Linked DNA regions of Bombyx mori: region 1 is linked to region 2. The links are chromatin contacts, called in public Hi-C maps. All regions are on one chromosome and are shown on one strand. Each heading gives the region's core, a stretch centred on a gene start, on an enhancer-like site or on the middle of the called end of the contact. The rest is flanking DNA. Distances are from core to core; before and after follow the strand shown.

Region 1 (3,071 bases), core at 120-2,619, 92 kb after region 2:
CTTACGGCACTATAGTATAGTGTAGTCTGAAAGCAGCTTTAGACGTAAATGCTACCGGCTAGCTTTGTCGAAGTCCTACTTGCGTATTACGCCTTTTCTACCTTTAAAGACCGAAATGACTAGAAGAGATTTTGAAAGATTATCCATCGTACTTTTTTTTTATTACAACAATGCTCATATGAGTGAATGAAAAACCCTTAAGAATTGTGCCCAATTGTTCGGCAATAGTTCGTGCAGTCTGCGTAATTCAGAGAGATAACTGAGCAAGGTCACTGCCTAAACACCAGCTCGATGATTGTATGCCTTAATTGCTATTTTAGTTCGACCTTAAGAATAAAGTGTGTTGCACATTAGAGGATTTTGTCGCTGCGACACTGAAGCCATTCTGTCGGTCTTTTCACGTTTCGCCGGAAAATTCGTTTTCTAGAGAATTACGTTTATAGTAGTATAATTAATAGTGATGGCAATTTCGAGGTCAAAACTTAAGAAAAAACGTTGCTATTAATTAATTAGTCTATTCAATTTAAATTTGATAGAAATGTAGATATTTTTAATGTTTTTTATATATTATTTTATACATTACATGTAGCATACAAGTGGAATACATAATTTTGTTATTAAAATTAAATTACTTATTACATGAAGAAAAAATATTAATAATAAATAAAAACGTAAGTATACCGGACTACCGGAGCTTATACAATAAACAGCGAAACAATATAATTTAGATTCTGTTTATTCTATAAATCAATATGTGCAATAATTCATAGTTTGTATCACAACTAGTTAATTTATTTGAGAAAATAACAAACTAACGCAAGATCAAACCGTACATATATTTATTCAAATGTGTATTACCAAAATATGTACGCTAATAATATGTACTCCTTACTGAAATATTTTGACATGAACGATGCAATGCTTACTTATGAATTTTTAAAACAGAGTTATTTAGTTGACGCATGTTATCACAATGTCAACATTTTTTTTTTCTCAGTAACAAAAAAGATTACTTTGTCAATAAAGTAATACATAGAACATAACGATGATTGTTTTGTTACTTACCAAGTCCAAAAAGCAATCCAAAAGGTTCACTGATCCTTCCAACACATCCACACAAAAAAATATTCATGAAACTCAAAAAAAAAAACCTGGCATATAACGAAAAATCTTTTGTCAAAAAATTCCAAAAAAGCACTCTCAAAACTGCTGTCACTGTCAAAGGTTTGTTTTTTTACTTCGTTCTCGTAAACAAATTCACGTCTCACGGAGTTCCAAAACGTTGTAGGCTGCGCTCGTACGTCGAGCTGTTTGTGAGAGCGGGGCGTCGCTCACTGACGTCCGCATCCGACGGCGGCTCACGAGTCACTGAACTGGTCACACCGCGCCCCTGTCGGCGTGCGGAGGCCGATCGCGTGTATTATTACAACGGCACTAATGTTATCATTGTGGAACCCTGAAATTGACGAAAATGAATTAGGTCAAAATGCCTCCCATCCAATAAACAGTTCAATTTTTTACATAACAGTACCTTCAGACTGATTTAATCCGTTAAAAGTTTTCTGAGTACGCTTAGCACGTGTTTTCATTGTAGAATTCTAAATACTGTATTATACTTTTAGACAAATCTGGCCTAAAGTCCCCAAATCAATGCGCGGCACGCTCCTCACATTATGAAAGGTTTTTCCACGAATATCCGATTATGTTTGTCGGCAAAAACAAAATTACTGGCGATTTAGGATTTTTAAATAAATGAAAGAGCTTTATGTCAAAATCTAAAAGGTTACTTACATATTGATTTTCTTGACTAGAGAAAATCTGATTATAACGTAAAACCGTTACAATTTTGAGGCTAAACATGTACCTAATTTTGTCTTTTCCCAATAATTGGGCTGGAAATACCAGAGTATAGATTATACTGATAAATTTCATTGCGATATCCATCCAGTTTCAGATTGATGACTAACGCTAATCTTATCAAGTGTACTTGGAACTGAAAAATTAATTAAAGAAAATATAATCGGAAATTTTAAATTAGATCAAACGGGCGAACCTGAAGACACACCTGATATTAGCCGGCCAACAGCGAATATTGACACGACAATTAAAATACAAAAATAATACGAAAATATTGAACCTCTTACATGAGACTTTAGCCAAAAGCATAAATTATTTATGATACTGTGACTAATTGCTTTAGTCCGCCTATAAATAGTTGACCACGTTTGACCCAGCGCTTGGCCCATCATCTAGAATCTTCAAATTTTTGGCAACGAAGTTACTGGACTTATAGTAACTAGTGGTAGTTCCTCGGGCGTGGCGTGAGCTTTCGAACGCGAAGCTTTTGCGCGTTCCGTTCTAAAGAATACGACTTCAGTTTTTCCAATGGAACTGAGACTCAATTTCAATTCTTGAGATGAGCAGCTGAATTCAAATGGTATCGTGGATGCAGTTTTACGAGAAGCTATATAGTATTGTATCGAAATTAATACCAAACGCAAATGCTCGACCCATTAAGCAGCAATTATATCTTCTACTAGCTGACCCGGCAGACTTCGTAGTGCCTCAATCGATAAATAAAAGACCTAAACTTTTGTATAAAATAAATTTAAAACAAACAAAATGAATCCGTCCGACGTTTAATTCCGAACATTTTCATGCTTAAGTCTACCTTTTAAACCTTCTCTGGACCTCCACAAATAATTCAAGACCAAAATTAGCCAAATCGGTCCAGCTGTTCTCTTAGCGAGACTAACGAACAGCAATTCATTTATATATATTAACTCATTATATTCAATATATTAATTCATTATATTCAATTTATTTAAATACTAACATAGTTCGTAAGTTCTTTGTAATACTAACACAATATGAGACTGATGTCTTGAAATAAAAGGTTTTTATTTTTATTTATTATATTAAGGCTTCTTCACTTGTATCTCAATCGTGCAGAAAATCAATATTAAATAATCGTCACCAATTTTCAATGATGCGTTTTATCAATGAAATGATTTTCCAAGGGCCGTAATTCTGACAAAAATTATCTTATAAAAGAAACTGAACATGATAAA
Region 2 (3,134 bases), core at 244-2,743:
TCAATTCGATAATATTCATATTAGTCAATTCGAAGCCAATTTATAAAGTTTTATATTCAAATGCAAATATGGTTAAGAAATCATTTTTGTTGACACGGTTTTTTATAATTATGAAATAATACAAAATTAAAAGTTACGTGTTAAAGGCGATAAAATTACTGATCTAATGAATAAAATTGAAATATACATAAGAATTTAATATATGGACAAAAATAAGTATCTTAGGTTGGAAGGTACTAAGCGGTAATGGCAAGTTGAGAACTGACTTTTGATGAATTTTGGACTCAGATAAAACTGGTAAACTTGTGTATGAAAATATTTTAATCTCATCACTAAGTCGCATGACGTGTTAGAACCAATTTATCAGTGTATTGTGCATTTTAGTCCCCGGACTGACCATGGTCACTTCAAGTGAGTGAGTGCATAAATCAGCAAGTCATCTAGATAATTCAAACCCGTCGTTTGCAAACGTTGCTTTCGCGTGTGTACGTTGCATAACAGCTTTCCACGCTAGTGGTATCTTGTGGTTGTCTCGCTTGCACCGTACTATAGGTCGTTGACATACCGTGATTCTTGATGAGCAACCGTGAGAATTTCGCTTCAAGGGCCAAAATGCCTTTATATGCTATATGTACGATTACTTTGGGCATAAATAAGCAGTACCTTAGGACTAATTCATCTGGGCTTGACGCAAAAGTTTGAATATTTTGGGTTGTTTCTATCAATCTAAAGAAGAAAAACCCTTTCAAAATCGGTTTTTAGTTCTTGTGACGTTCTTATCGATAGCTTAATTGGTAAATTTTGCACTAATTTTTAAAAGATCCATGACCGATAACGCTTTTGCTGTATCTTGGCGTACGTAGTTTGAATATATTCGGTGATACCAACATTTGAGAAAAAAATATATACATACTAAATACAAACAAACTAGAATGCATATTTTATTAACTGAGTACTTCCGACTGACAGTGGTCTTATGAGAACGATAAAGGGTGTCATTAATACATCTCGACATCATGCCTTAAGGCAGGTGGCAGTACTCTGCCTATATGTCTATGGCATTTGGTTACTTCTTAAAACCAGGTGTGGCGTGAACTTGTTTACCCATGAACATGTCAAAAAGGTGATGAATAACTCTTTCAAAAACATTCAAATAAGCTGACAGTACAAAGTCGTTTCTGACTGTTAAACATCTGAATTGTCTCTGTATTTACCAATATCTATTTACGTCGTAATGATAAATAATAGTAACGATGTAATTGTTCAGGTCATTCTACTACCTCGCACATTATAAATTAAGACACAATTACATATCAAAGTATTTTTAGACTTGTCGTCATATACAATGCGATAACACGTAACGGACATTGCCTTACGTAATCGTATGATTGTGTTAAACGCATAAAACTAAAAACGGAACGTCATAGTCGTGAGCGCGTGGAACGGAACGCAAACGGAAGTGATGCAACGCGTTTCGGCGGGTCGACGGGCATCTGTGTAAACATGGCGGCGCGCGCGTTTTGCTGAATGGCGCGATGGCGGCGAGTCGTTTCCCGCGCTCGCCGGCCGACGACCCCGCCGGCGTCGGTCAGCGCCCGGGGATAGCGAGTGAAAGTAATTCGCGAACGCAACCGCTCGTGAGCCATGCCGCTCTGGTACTTCGCGATGCATTTGAAAGCGTTATACATAGTTAAGAATTGAGGTTTTTCTTAGGTACTTTGAGGTATATTTTGGATGCATTAAAGTATATAAAGCTATCTACCATTCAGACGAGCAGTTCACTTCTTGCAAAACGCTGATGGGAATTATGCGGCCTAAATTGATATATGAAACCGAAATCTCCTCTTGTGAGTCCGCGCGGCTAGGTACCACCACCCTGCCTATTTCTGCCGTGTAGCAGTAATGCGTTTTGGTTTGAAGGGTAGATGGAGCAACCGTTGTAACTATACCTGAGGGCTATGGGCTCCAGTAACCACTTAACACCAGGTGGGCTGTGAGCTCGTCCACCCATCTAAGCAATAAAAAAAATCTTAATTCCATAACGGAATAGTTAATGGAATGTAGATGCGTTGCTATAGGAATAGATAGGTATCGCAAAAACCAGGTCAATTCAACAGTTGATACCAAGTAATGACGCAAGTTTTAAAAACGCGACAGTATTGGTGCTCTTAGTATGCCAACTGTCGTTGTAGTTAGCGTGAAGCTGCCACACGATAGTGTGCTCTAGAACCGACAATTGCTGGAGGAATTCTCGAGTAAGGATTGTGGAGCGCGCGCCCCATCCAGATGGAGCAATGTATGTTGCAAAACGGTCGGCTGGAATCGGATAATCAGAATTTATGTCCAGCAATGAATTAATATTAATGAAGATCGACCGTGGTCCAACGTGCGTTTCTCTCAATGAATAGGATGCAGTTTCATTGGTCAATGCTATTTCGATGCCTCCAATGAACAACTACTCTAACTCAACATTTTGAAAATTTCATTTTTCACGCAAATCGCTTCACTATTTTAAAAGTATTAAAAATTCTTTATTGATGGGGTTCGAAGCAAGAGTAAATCAGCTAGTTACACAAGAAAAAAACCATAAATATATCTGCAGTAATAAAATTTTTATCAACTTTTTTCGTTTAAAAGCTCCTCCTGTAAACCTACGAATTTGGAGTTAGACTAGTGTTCATTGGAGGCATCGATTATCAGTTCTTCTGAAATTCACAAGTACGCAGTGCTTATAGATTCGTAGTTTTATAATTACGATTGCTTGCTCAAAACTTTCTTGGTGTTTCGGATAACAACATGCAAAATTAAATAGGTCGATAAGTGTACCTATATACTTGAATTCGAAGGTATATAAGTATATATACTTGAATTCGAAGATATCGGAACGAGTATGTGATTAACCTCAATTGAACTAAAAATATCATAGCACTTGAGTTTTTTGCACATTTCATCTGAAATCACTGTTCCAACTTAACGTTTTAGAAACATGTGCATTAATTACTAAATAATCTTAAAGATAACTTTTTTGTTTCTCTATGCATGCTAATAATACTCACACCGCATTTGCCTGGACCAATTTGGATGCGGCTTTCAGTAACGTACAGATAAGATCTAATATAAAATTAGTGTCTGAT

What was found. A called contact is a pair of places that touch in the nucleus more often than the background predicts.
Region 1: a contact with region 2 is called in a Hi-C map of midgut, with 1.5 times the contacts expected there. The contact joins the promoter of E74 here to the enhancer-like site in region 2. A contact is called at or near these places in 2 of 7 Hi-C or Micro-C datasets (midgut and whole pupa).

What each region holds. Positions count from the first base shown.
Region 1 is chr15:810,915-813,985 of ASM3026992v2, forward strand. It overlaps E74 (transcription factor E74), which reads right to left and starts at 1,370. Exons shown (of 10, transcript NM_001043979.1): 1 at 1,066-1,370.
Region 2 is chr15:718,503-721,636 of ASM3026992v2, forward strand. The region is part of intron 3 of E74 (transcription factor E74); the gene reads right to left. All of the region lies in intron 2 of LOC101739180 (U7 snRNA-associated Sm-like protein LSm11), which reads left to right. Among protein-coding and RNA genes, the nearest start is that of LOC101739180, 7.3 kb to the left of the region's middle. Within about 2 kb of position 1,494, at least 8 of the 8 cell types and tissues checked have open chromatin away from gene starts, as enhancers often do.